Linked DNA regions of Sus scrofa: region 1 is linked to region 2. The links are chromatin contacts, called in public HiChIP or PLAC-seq maps. All regions are on one chromosome and are shown on one strand. The core of a region is the stretch at or near the end of the contact, and the rest is flanking DNA. Distances in the headings are between cores, read along the strand shown.

Region 1 (5,046 bases), core at 1,066-3,565, 170 kb before region 2:
ACGGGAACAATTTTCTGAGGACACAGATGGCCCTTGCCCCTCCTCCTCTCTGGGGTCACCACAGGCCATGAGGGCACTGCCCCACTGCCCTCTGGGGGATTCTCCTGCAAGAAAACAGGAGGCCTTTTCATCAGGGGCTTAAGTTTCCTTCTCTGCTCACTCAGGCACAGAAGCCCCTGGTAACCTGATGCTGGGGGAGACCGCGCGTGTGCGCCCATCACCATCTCCGGAAGTTCCCTCTTTTCTTCACCCGCCTCCTCTGGCACATGACCTCCTTCCTCCCATCCACTGGCCTTGCGGGGCCGAGGGTCCACGTGGGACCATCCCCGGGAGGAGCGTGGGGATTTGACTTCTTGGAGGCTTGGGTGAGGCTCCACAACCTGGGTGCGGGGAACTCCTTGAGCTATCTCTGGGCACCCAGCCCTTTGGGGAAACCTGCCGGTTTTGTACTTTCTTGGGAGTATGGAGGGAAGCAGCAGGCCTGCCCAGGGCTTCTGAGCATTAGTCTGTAGCGTCTCTGCCCCGCCCTGTCCAGAGGCCCCAGCCCTCTGTCACCAGACACCAGGGCACTGGAGGGAGCACAGCCAAGACTGCAAATGGAGGACACACGAGGAACAACTTACCACCGAGAAATTTCCCAAGGTGAAAGATTGTTTTTAATGCTGAAAACCTTTATTATACGGCAGCTAGGAGGGAGGAAAAACAAAACAAAACCCTAATGCAACACTCAACCCCATAGTGATATCCAAGAAGAAATAATAATCTCATTGATATTATCATCAAAAGGAGCTAAAACTGTCATTTTACAGAGCTCAGAAGTCCAGGGAGGCAGTGTCATGGGGTGGGGTGGCTGAGGGGGCAGGAAGGACACCCCTTTAGGAAGGCGGAAGGGGCAGCCCAGGGGCACCCACTCCCCCTGTCTTCTCTGCTCTGGCTCCCCAGCCCTGCAAGGTAAGGCCCTCCGCATGGAACCCTAACTCCAATGTGTTGACAAACAGGCTTAGGAAAAAAAAAAAAAAAAAAAAAACAAGCTCGTTAGAAAGGAGCTCATTAGGACTTGTTGACATGAAACCCATTAGACCAATTAACATTCCATTAACGGCCTGGGGCACCAAGGGGTTAATGCTGCCTGGCTGTAATTGGGCTGGGGTGTCAGGGTTGGGGGCTCAGGGCCTTAAGGATGAGAAAAAGTCTAATTGGGAACTCTCGCATTTGTTCTTGCTCCCTGACCCTAGCTGAGCCTCGGCTGTTGGGCCTGAGGTAGGAGAGGGGAAGGGACCAGCTTCCCTGTGGCTCCACACTGTCCTGCCCCATCACCCCAGACTGGACCCTGGGCGGGTGGTTGGCACAGGATAGGGTGGGGGGACATGTACCCTTTTGGACTCTGACGGTCGTGTTTTCTTCATGTACACTTCCCACTCTTTCCCTCACCCCTACCTCCTACTTCTGGCTCAGGGCTCTGAGCGCTGAGATATAAGTCTGCCCTCTCCAGGACAAGTTTTCCGTGATGTTGCCTACTCAAATGAAGCTTTGGAGAAGCTAGAATCCTTGAGGGCCCAGAGCCTCTGAAGAGTACTGTAGTTCAGGGCAGAGGGGTCCGGGAGGGGGTGGGGCGTGAGCACTGGCCCTGGGCCTGCACCTCTCCCTCCCTTCTCTCCTTCCTTCCCCATCAGGGCAGCGAAGAGGCAGTGCTGAGGCCCCCAAGCAGCCCTTCTCCTCTGTCCTCTGACACAGGCTAGCAGTATTTTATTATTTTCCTTCCGTTGCTACAACTAGAGGCCTTGGAAGTTCCATTCCTGGTCTGGGCCTCAATTTCCTCATCTGTAACCGCCGATGATCAGACAGAGCCTGTGCTTAGGGTCAAAAAGTCTGAATTCCGCACCCAGCTCTGCCACTTCTCTGTGACCTGTACAAGTCCCTGTTGGACTACAAAACGAGGGAATTCACCAGAATATTCTGAAAGTCTTTGTGGATATGGTTAGCACTCAATACAAGCTTTGGTGAATAGAATGGAAATAGTTGAAGCTTGCAGCTTCATTCCAAAGGCTCCCTCATTTGAGAGTGGGGGAAGAAGGCCCCTGAGGCCAAGAGAGCCAGGAGCCCTCCTCGGTGCCCCCAGCCCAGGAGCTCCCAGGTGGCTACCACTCTCTCCCTCAACCCCAAGTCTCCCCGCTCTGAGCAGCTGCCCAGGCCTGGGTTCTGACGTCTAGACAGACTTGCAGGAGGCTGAAATAACACAGTGAACTCAGCAGGAGGGACCAAAAGGCTGCATTAGTAACCTGGCTGGCTTCAGCTTCTCCCTCTGGAGCAGGCTTCTCAACCCTGGCGTAATCCCATTTATTTTCCCTGTGCAGAGAGCCTGGTCCACAATCCAGTCTCTAGTCCCGCTCCCTTCCCAAAAGAAGCCTGTAGATGGCGCTGTGGAGCCCCACTTTAATTGCATTATATAACATAACCTGTTTACTAAATCATGTAATCAGTCGCCTTAGGATTTACAGCTTTGGATGTGTATAGAGAATTGGACTTTGAGTCAAATTTAAAAACAAATAAAAATGAGAGGCAGCTGTTGCTGATAGTGTGATATTCATCTTTTGGAAACAAATTCACCCCACTGCTATAAATTATGCCTGGAAAAAAAAAGTGTTGGTGGTGGGAAGGAGTTGGCTACGTCTCCTATGCTGGCAACTCAGAGCGATGAATCTTGAAATAACGGTGTCAACCTGTCACTGATTTCATGTGACTCTGTGGATTTATCTAAAGAAACACAGGCGCGTAGACACACACACACACACACACACACACACACACACACACAGGTCTCTTTGCAAAATCCAATAAAGGCTAGAAACCACAAGCTGAAAGCTGAGTGGCTGTAGGGACTCAGTGGTCCCTGTGCCCTGGGGCGTGGCGCCAGCACGGGCCTGTGGTCCTCTTTGCAAGTGGGTCCCCCTCCTCCCTTTTCCCCATCCCCAAGGCCATTTTGCTTTTTGCTCTTTATCTGGAATAACAATATGACCCCAGTGGGGCTGGGTCAACTGGTCTCACTTTTGCACTCACTGACCCCAGCCTGGGGATGAGCTAAAGCTAACTAAGAGAGCCAGTCTGGGGAGAAAGAGGGTGATTATCCACCCTGGATCCCACTGTGTCCACAGTGTCATAGGGGGAGGCTTAGTAGTGACACAGACAGAGGATTCGGCCATGCCCTGGGTGTGAGTGAAGTGGCTGGTAATCACAGACCCATGTCAGTCACCTTCCTCGCCCCTTGACCAGCTTTCCAAGAAAGGAGTCCAGTCCTGCTCCACTGCCCCTGGTTCACTTCAGGGCCCAGAGCTCCAGGGCTCCAGCCTTTCTCTCCTTGCCTCCCTCCGTTCAGCTAGTTTTCAATTTGGCTTCCAAAAAAAATGGACCAGGGTCCAAGTTAGGAGAGCACCTCTCCTGCCTGGCTCCTGCTTCTCACACCAGGACCAGAAAGTGGCAGAGTCCCCACCCCCCCTGCCTTGGCTGTCATACCTTTTCTGGCTTCAAAAAGCCGCTTGATATATTTTACAAACTGAAACAGCAATTTAATTCCCCCTGATAGCGGCAATTGTCCATTAGATCTTCCTACCGAGGAGCTTAACAATAATTCCTTTCATCCAACTGCTTGCTTCTTCTTGATCTGAGAATCAATCCCATAAATAGCAGGCAAGAGTTTTCACATTACTCTCCCCCTCCAGCTTTTAGCATTTTGATGAAGATTCTCATCTCCTCTTTAAGCACTTTACAACTTGGCAATTTTTCCCTCTTTGGTTCCTTTAAACAAAATAAAACAAAAAAAACCAAAAAAAAAAAAAAAAAAAAACCCCAAAAAACAAAAAAAAAAACAAAAAAGAAAGAAAGGGAGGAAAAAAGCATGCTAGCTGTAAGGGTAAGCACAGCCCTTGCATTCTTCTCCCAGAGAAGTGGTCTGTACCCTCTCCTGCTGGGAAGCAGGGAGATGGCGGCAATGACCTCCCACAGTCACCTCCAATCTGCTTTAAGCAGGTGCTGCTCTGCCCCAGAGACACCACTGGCCTTGTCCTAAATTTCACACTCACCCACAATGGGGTCCTGCTTTTGCCAGTGAAGCCTGACTTAGAACATATTTTCCTTTCCCAGGAACCCCCTCCCCTTGTTGCTGCATCCCAGGAATGGGGGTTAGCGGTCATGCCAGTTCCAGTCACTGTAGCCTTTCCCCAGGCCTGGAGCCAGGCCCCCGCCCAGCCCTCAGGCAACTCTCGAACCTGGAGATGCGGTTCTGCCCTCTCTTTTTCATCTCCAGCTCCCTTCATCTCTATCCAAACAGCATGAGTGGGAGAGATGGGGAGGAACAGAGGAAGGAGAGAGCTTGAGGCCTTTCATTCAATTATTTTTCTTCTCTTTTAAACTATCCAGGCCGCCGTGATGGTTGGGGCGGAGGAGGGCCCTCCAGTTCTGTGGGAGCGGCTGGGGTGGATTGCCGGGGCAGCTGGGCACCCCGGCCTGCTCCCCGGGGGCCCATCACGTGCTCCCTGGTCTGCACACACACGCAGAGAAACAAATCTAAAAATGAACCCGGGGACTGAAATCCCCCTCGACAAACCTGATTCCCAGGTTTATTATTATTTGTCGAGAGCTGACAGCAGCCGCTGCTCAGGAACCGAGCTGAGAAAACAACACGGCCTGGGCCCCTGAGGCTCACAACTCAGCAGAGACAGACAAACAGCTCAGCCGCTGGGGACCCCCTGGATGGAAGGAGTGCTTCTGCTTCTGCCGCCCCACCGGTCTGCTCCCTCCCGTCAATCTTCCTCTTCTCCAAGGCCTCGCCAGGGAGGATGGCACACCCTGGGAGCTGGGAAGAGGGAGGGGGGCAGGAGTAAGGGGCAGGGGCGGGAGCAGTTGATAGAGGCAAGGGACCCTGCAGTGCTCTCAGCTTCTCCTGGAAAGAGAGGATGCTAAGAGGGTGAGCCAGGCCCCTCTTCTCTCTGAGAAGGACTGTACCACACAATCTGGCTGAATGATATCTAGTTCCACATTTTTAAATTACCT
Region 2 (4,854 bases), core at 495-2,994:
ACAGTGCTGGGCATGCATTAAATGCTGGGCTCAGACCATGGTTGTTGACAGATGGATGGCCAGGGAGGGGTTGGGATCAAGCACCTGTCACCACGAGGCCCTGGGCTGCTTCTCTTTGCCTCTGACCTGGAACTGAACTCACAACCCACCCAGAGCAGGGCCTCACCTGAGAAAAGGCAGGACAGCGCTGGACTCCTGGCTTAGCTCAGGCCTCGGAAGACAGCAGTCCTCAATGACAAGGGACATGGAGTAAGGTCAGTGAGGGGGACCACTGGGGGTGGGGCTTGCTCCCCCTGCTCTACCACACCCCCCTGCGCCACCCTGGACTCAGCCTAGTCAGAGTCAGCAGAACCCCCACTTATGGCTTAATGCCTCCCCCCCCTGCCCCGTCCCCGAGCAACTGTCAGGACAAAGAGCCAGAGGACCATGGGTGTGAGCCCCAGTACACTGTCTGCACCAGGGGCTCCAACAGCTTCCAGCCTGGGCTGTAGAGGAAGGCAGGGAGGTGGCACTCAGCCCTGCCACCCCCTGCCCTCACTGCCAGCACCCTGCTCCCCTGCCTGAAATCCAGCTCCACCTCTCTGCATTGGCCAGCCCAGTCCGGCCTTCTTTTAACCAAACACTTTGTGGAAGTAAAAAAACAAATCTTCTAGGTTTGAGTTTCCATAACCACTGGTAGGTCTCCACAGCATTTGCCAAAGAAAGGTGTGGGTAATGGGGAGCTGAGTTCAGGTGGTTCCTTTACAGAGATACTCAAGAGAGGAACAGGTAGAGCTCAGGGCACAGCAGCTCTCAGAGCTCAGCAAGGCTTAGGAAAGGGCCATCGTCATGGTCAAAGGCAGACCTGGACTGCCCGAATTATTGTGCATCCCCCGAACAGGTGGACGTGTCCGCACTCCCTCCGTGGACCTACCACCTCAACCATTTTCCAGCCCTGGTTCCTCTCACTCATAAAGTGATGTAATAACTGCTTCACATTTCACCTGCTTCACAAAGTTGAGAGGATCAAAAGAGAGAGAGCGTGAGAATGTTCTTTATTGGGAAAGAAAACTAATACTTGCCATGAGAACTTACAGATATTTTCTTCTAGAGGGTTCACAACACCCCTTTGTGCTCCATATTATTACTATCCTGACTATATTGCTAAGGAAACCAAGGCTCAGAGAGGTTCTGTGATGTGCCTGAGGACACACAGCTTAGTCATAGCAGAACCAGAGTCAGAACCAGAATCTGAATCCAAAGCCTGTGTTCCTTCTCCCTGTACCACACAGTCTCAACAAAAGAGGCAAACGTGCTTTTTATGAAGAGGTCAGTGAATCTTTAGACAAAATGCTGCCCTTGAGGAGCCACCCTTACTGCTAGAACTCACGCATTCACCCTGGGAAGGCCAATGGTTAAGTCAAAGTCAACTCCCAATGTCTTGAGAAGCCTCTAACACGAAGGCAACGCAGGGGCAAGCTCACAGTCCGTGCCTTGGCAGGCCTGTGTCATCATGATAGTTGTTTGGTTTTGTGTTCGGTGGTGGTTCCAACAATTGTCTGTTCATGAACCAATCCAGTGAGAAGAGACACAGAATCATGGAACTCTGGGCTAAAGAAGGCCCCTGAGAGCAAGTTCAAGCTCCCGTTTGGATGGCTGATGAAACTAACATCCAGAGGTCAGCCACTTGCTGTAGGTCACACAGCCAGGCAGGGGCCAAGTCCAGAGCAGAGTCCACTGTCCTCTGGCTCCTAGTCCAGCTGCTCTCTCCACACCCTGACTGCTCTGACATCAGTCAGCCTCATGGCCCTCAAGAGGGCCAGGTGTGGGCCTTCAGCCACTGTTCTCTTGGCTCAGAAAGAGCAGGGATAGTAGGTAAGAGAGTTGTATCCTGGCCAGGAATGAAATCAGTTGGTTGGCCTCATGCACTGAATCATGAGCCTAAGTTCCATGCACTGAAAAGTCAATGTGTGAAAGAAGCCCGCCCCCAACAGAGAAGCCTGGGTGGCTCTCCTGAGGCAGCGGTACCCCGCTTCTAGCCCCCTGCCCATGGTCAGAGGAGGCTGAACACTTCAGCCCAGAGCAGTCCGCCCCCCCAGCCAGTGCCAAGACAGCACCTGAGCACTGGACCTGGATGGTCTCCTCTCACCCCTGCCCCTCTAGCCCTGCTGAGATCTCGCCTCCACTCTTGTCGTCCCTCGGCAGCCTCCCACCCTACTTATGTCTCCTTTGGTTAACAATTGATTTGTGCCTTTTTTCTTTTCACCTCAGTGCATCTGTCCGGCCTCTCTCACATGGTTGTGTGTCAAATTTGTCTTCCGCCAAACTGCACAGTCCCTGAGGACAGGGCCTGTGTCCTTGTTTCTACCACAGCCCCTGCTGGGGTCTGTGTGCAGAGGGCAGCACCAGGTCACCGCGTGACTGGCTGTTTAATATTTGTGGATGTGCCAGTGGCCTGTGGAAAGAAAGGGGAGAGGGGAGGCTGGATAAGCTTCCAGCTGAAGAGGGAACCCCACGGGTGTGTCCTGGGTGCCACTGTGCTGACGCTTTATATACACTCTCTTCACAATCCTATGAGCTACGTAATTTTGCTGCCCATTTTACAGATGGAAAACTGGATCAAAGATGTTAAGCAACTTGTCTAAATCCACATGATTAGTAACTAGTAGAGCTAGACTTTCAATGTGGTTTTTTGCTTTCTGATGCTAAGCCCTTACTCTGCGCTGACACGGCAGCATGCAAGTTCCTTGAGGACAAGGACTTGACGGTGGCACGTGTTAGTTTTTGCTGCTGTATCCTCAGTGCCTAGGACTGTGCCAAGCACAGAGGAGACACTCAATCCATATTTGTTGAACCAAGGAACAAAGGAATGAATGGATACCATGCTGCCTTTCCCTAGCAGGAGAGAGCAGGAGCTCCCGATGCCAGGTTACTAGGCTCTATTTTCAGGAATTTTGGACAACTGTTTTCCCAGAAAAGTACCCAATAACTTAAGGGTCCTCCAAAGGCCACGTGGCAGATGGCTAGGTTAACTAGGCATGGGATGGGGGTGGGGTGTGGAAGTAAGCATAAGTTAAACATGAAAGACTAGACAAGGTGGGGGATTTAAAGGGTTCTCAGTGCCTTGTGACCTGCTGATTCGGGGCCACTTTCTGGCCCCTTTGGGTCTGGTTCCTCCCACACCCCAGGCTCCCTCTTTCCCCACCAGGCACCCCCACAGCTTTGACTGAGCTGTACTGAAACTGTTAGAAACTAACAGTTATGCCACCCACCCCGGCCCCATCCGAACCCTCCTGAGTCTGCTCTGGGCCCTAGGGCTAGCTGCTTTTCTCCACAGTCCAGCCAAAAATAATACAAGAATGAAGCTGTTTGGTGGAGACTTAATCTAATCTTCATTGCTTCAGTTTTAAAATATCCTGCCTGGTGTAGGGTTTCTTATTATCCACAGAGATGTGTTTTTAGTGAGATAGGTCTTAGCAGAACCATCCTTCGTGTAATTAGAAACCCAGGCAGGCAGGGCCTGCGGTGTGGCATCTAAGCCAAACAGCGGATCCCCCTCAACAACACATTGGCAGCAAGCTCTTCCACAGATGCCTGAGGGCTCAGTTCCTCCTCACTCCTGGGGGATCAGGACTTAGGGAAAGCCGAGCTCTGGCAGGAGGACCGTGCCTTCCAACTCCTTCCGCCCTCATCCCGTGTATCCCAGCTCTGGCCTCCAATGAGAATGGAAACTAAGATGTGGCCCCAGACTGCTGGAGAAGGATATGTGGAGGGAAAAAACAGCCCCAAGAAGTGTCCCCGGAAGAGGGAGAATTCAAGGCAAGTCTTCCACTGGAGCCCATCTCCATTATCAGGGCTGGCTTGAAAAAAGCAGGCCCCAGAATGGGCGTCTCCAAGTGCATATACACTTTTGCATAAGTGCCGCTGCCGCGTGTAACTTCTCAGGCTTTCTGGCCCAGAATCTGCTTTGATCTGCCAGCATGGAGACTGCTAACAGAGGTTCAAGCTGCGGCTAGCTCCAGACCAGAGCCCATCCCCCCCAAACCTGACCAGATGTCACACACCAGTCCTGGTTCTGGCCTCTTCTAGAGCAAAAACCGAATTTCTGATCAGTCAGACTCTGTGTTGACCCGATGCGTGAATGCTAGTCCAGGTAGCACCGTTAGGAATAAGCAAGCTGGTTCCCCCAGCTCAGGCTTAATTGCCTTTCCTGGAAAAGCACAGGTGGATTTTGAAATCACAGCAGGGATTTCAAATTCTAAGATAAGAGAAAGGCAGGAGTTTAGCCCCTTCACCCAAGTCTAAGAACTCCTGGGAGTTGTGGGGAGAGGCTCTAGAGCCTGGCAGGACAAGAAAACACACTGACGAAAGTGACTCTGCTGCTCAGAAGCGGCTTCTCTCCCCTGTCCTTTATTACTTAGAGTGCAGGACTCAGGCAGGAGCCATTCCCCAGAGCCTAATGAGGAATCTGTGTGATACACTTCACTTTACAGATGAAGAAACAGAGATCTGGAAGCTAACTGACCCATCAGCTAGTCATGTAGCCCGACAGTTACAGGGTATAAAACTGCCAGGTCCCCAAACTTCAGCCTAAACACTACTCAGCACACTGACCTGCCAGCCTTGATTATCTCCTTCCTCCCTTTCCCACCAGGTATTAGATTTAATTAAATTAGCAGATCCCGGTTGCAACAAGCCTGGCCATGCAGCCTGGACGGAACCCAGCCAGGGCAGCGCCTCCTTCTAAATTCTGCTTCCAACAGAATTCAATCTTCAATAAGTCACGCTCTCAAATGAAGTGTTTTATACAAAGGCCATGGTGTGTTGGCTAGGATCACGGCTAACGGTGGCTCATGATGATTTCAGTTCCCATGT

The links. HiChIP or PLAC-seq counts read pairs in DNA pulled down with a chosen protein or histone mark.
Region 1: an H3K27ac HiChIP or PLAC-seq map of skeletal muscle shows a contact between it and region 2. The contact joins two enhancer-like sites. A contact is called at or near these places in 1 of 5 promoter capture datasets (liver), 22 of 47 Hi-C or Micro-C datasets (brain, embryonic fibroblasts, epiblast stem cells and 12 more) and 1 of 2 datasets of contacts at active chromatin or transcription factors (skeletal muscle).

What each region holds. Positions count from the first base shown.
Region 1 is chr9:52,521,855-52,526,900 of Sscrofa11.1, reverse strand. The region is part of intron 4 of PKNOX2 (homeobox protein PKNOX2); the gene reads right to left. Among named protein-coding and RNA genes, the nearest start is that of FEZ1, 150 kb to the left of the region's middle. Within about 2 kb of position 2,315, at least 20 of the 83 cell types and tissues checked have an H3K27ac peak or open chromatin away from gene starts, as enhancers often do. A contact at or near this core is called in fetal skeletal muscle and skeletal muscle, where this site is marked.
Region 2 is chr9:52,354,216-52,359,069 of Sscrofa11.1, reverse strand. The region is part of intron 2 of PKNOX2 (homeobox protein PKNOX2); the gene reads right to left. Among named protein-coding and RNA genes, the nearest start is that of PKNOX2, 54 kb to the right of the region's middle. Within about 2 kb of position 1,744, at least 3 of the 83 cell types and tissues checked have an H3K27ac peak or open chromatin away from gene starts, as enhancers often do. A contact at or near this core is called in fetal skeletal muscle and skeletal muscle, where this site is marked.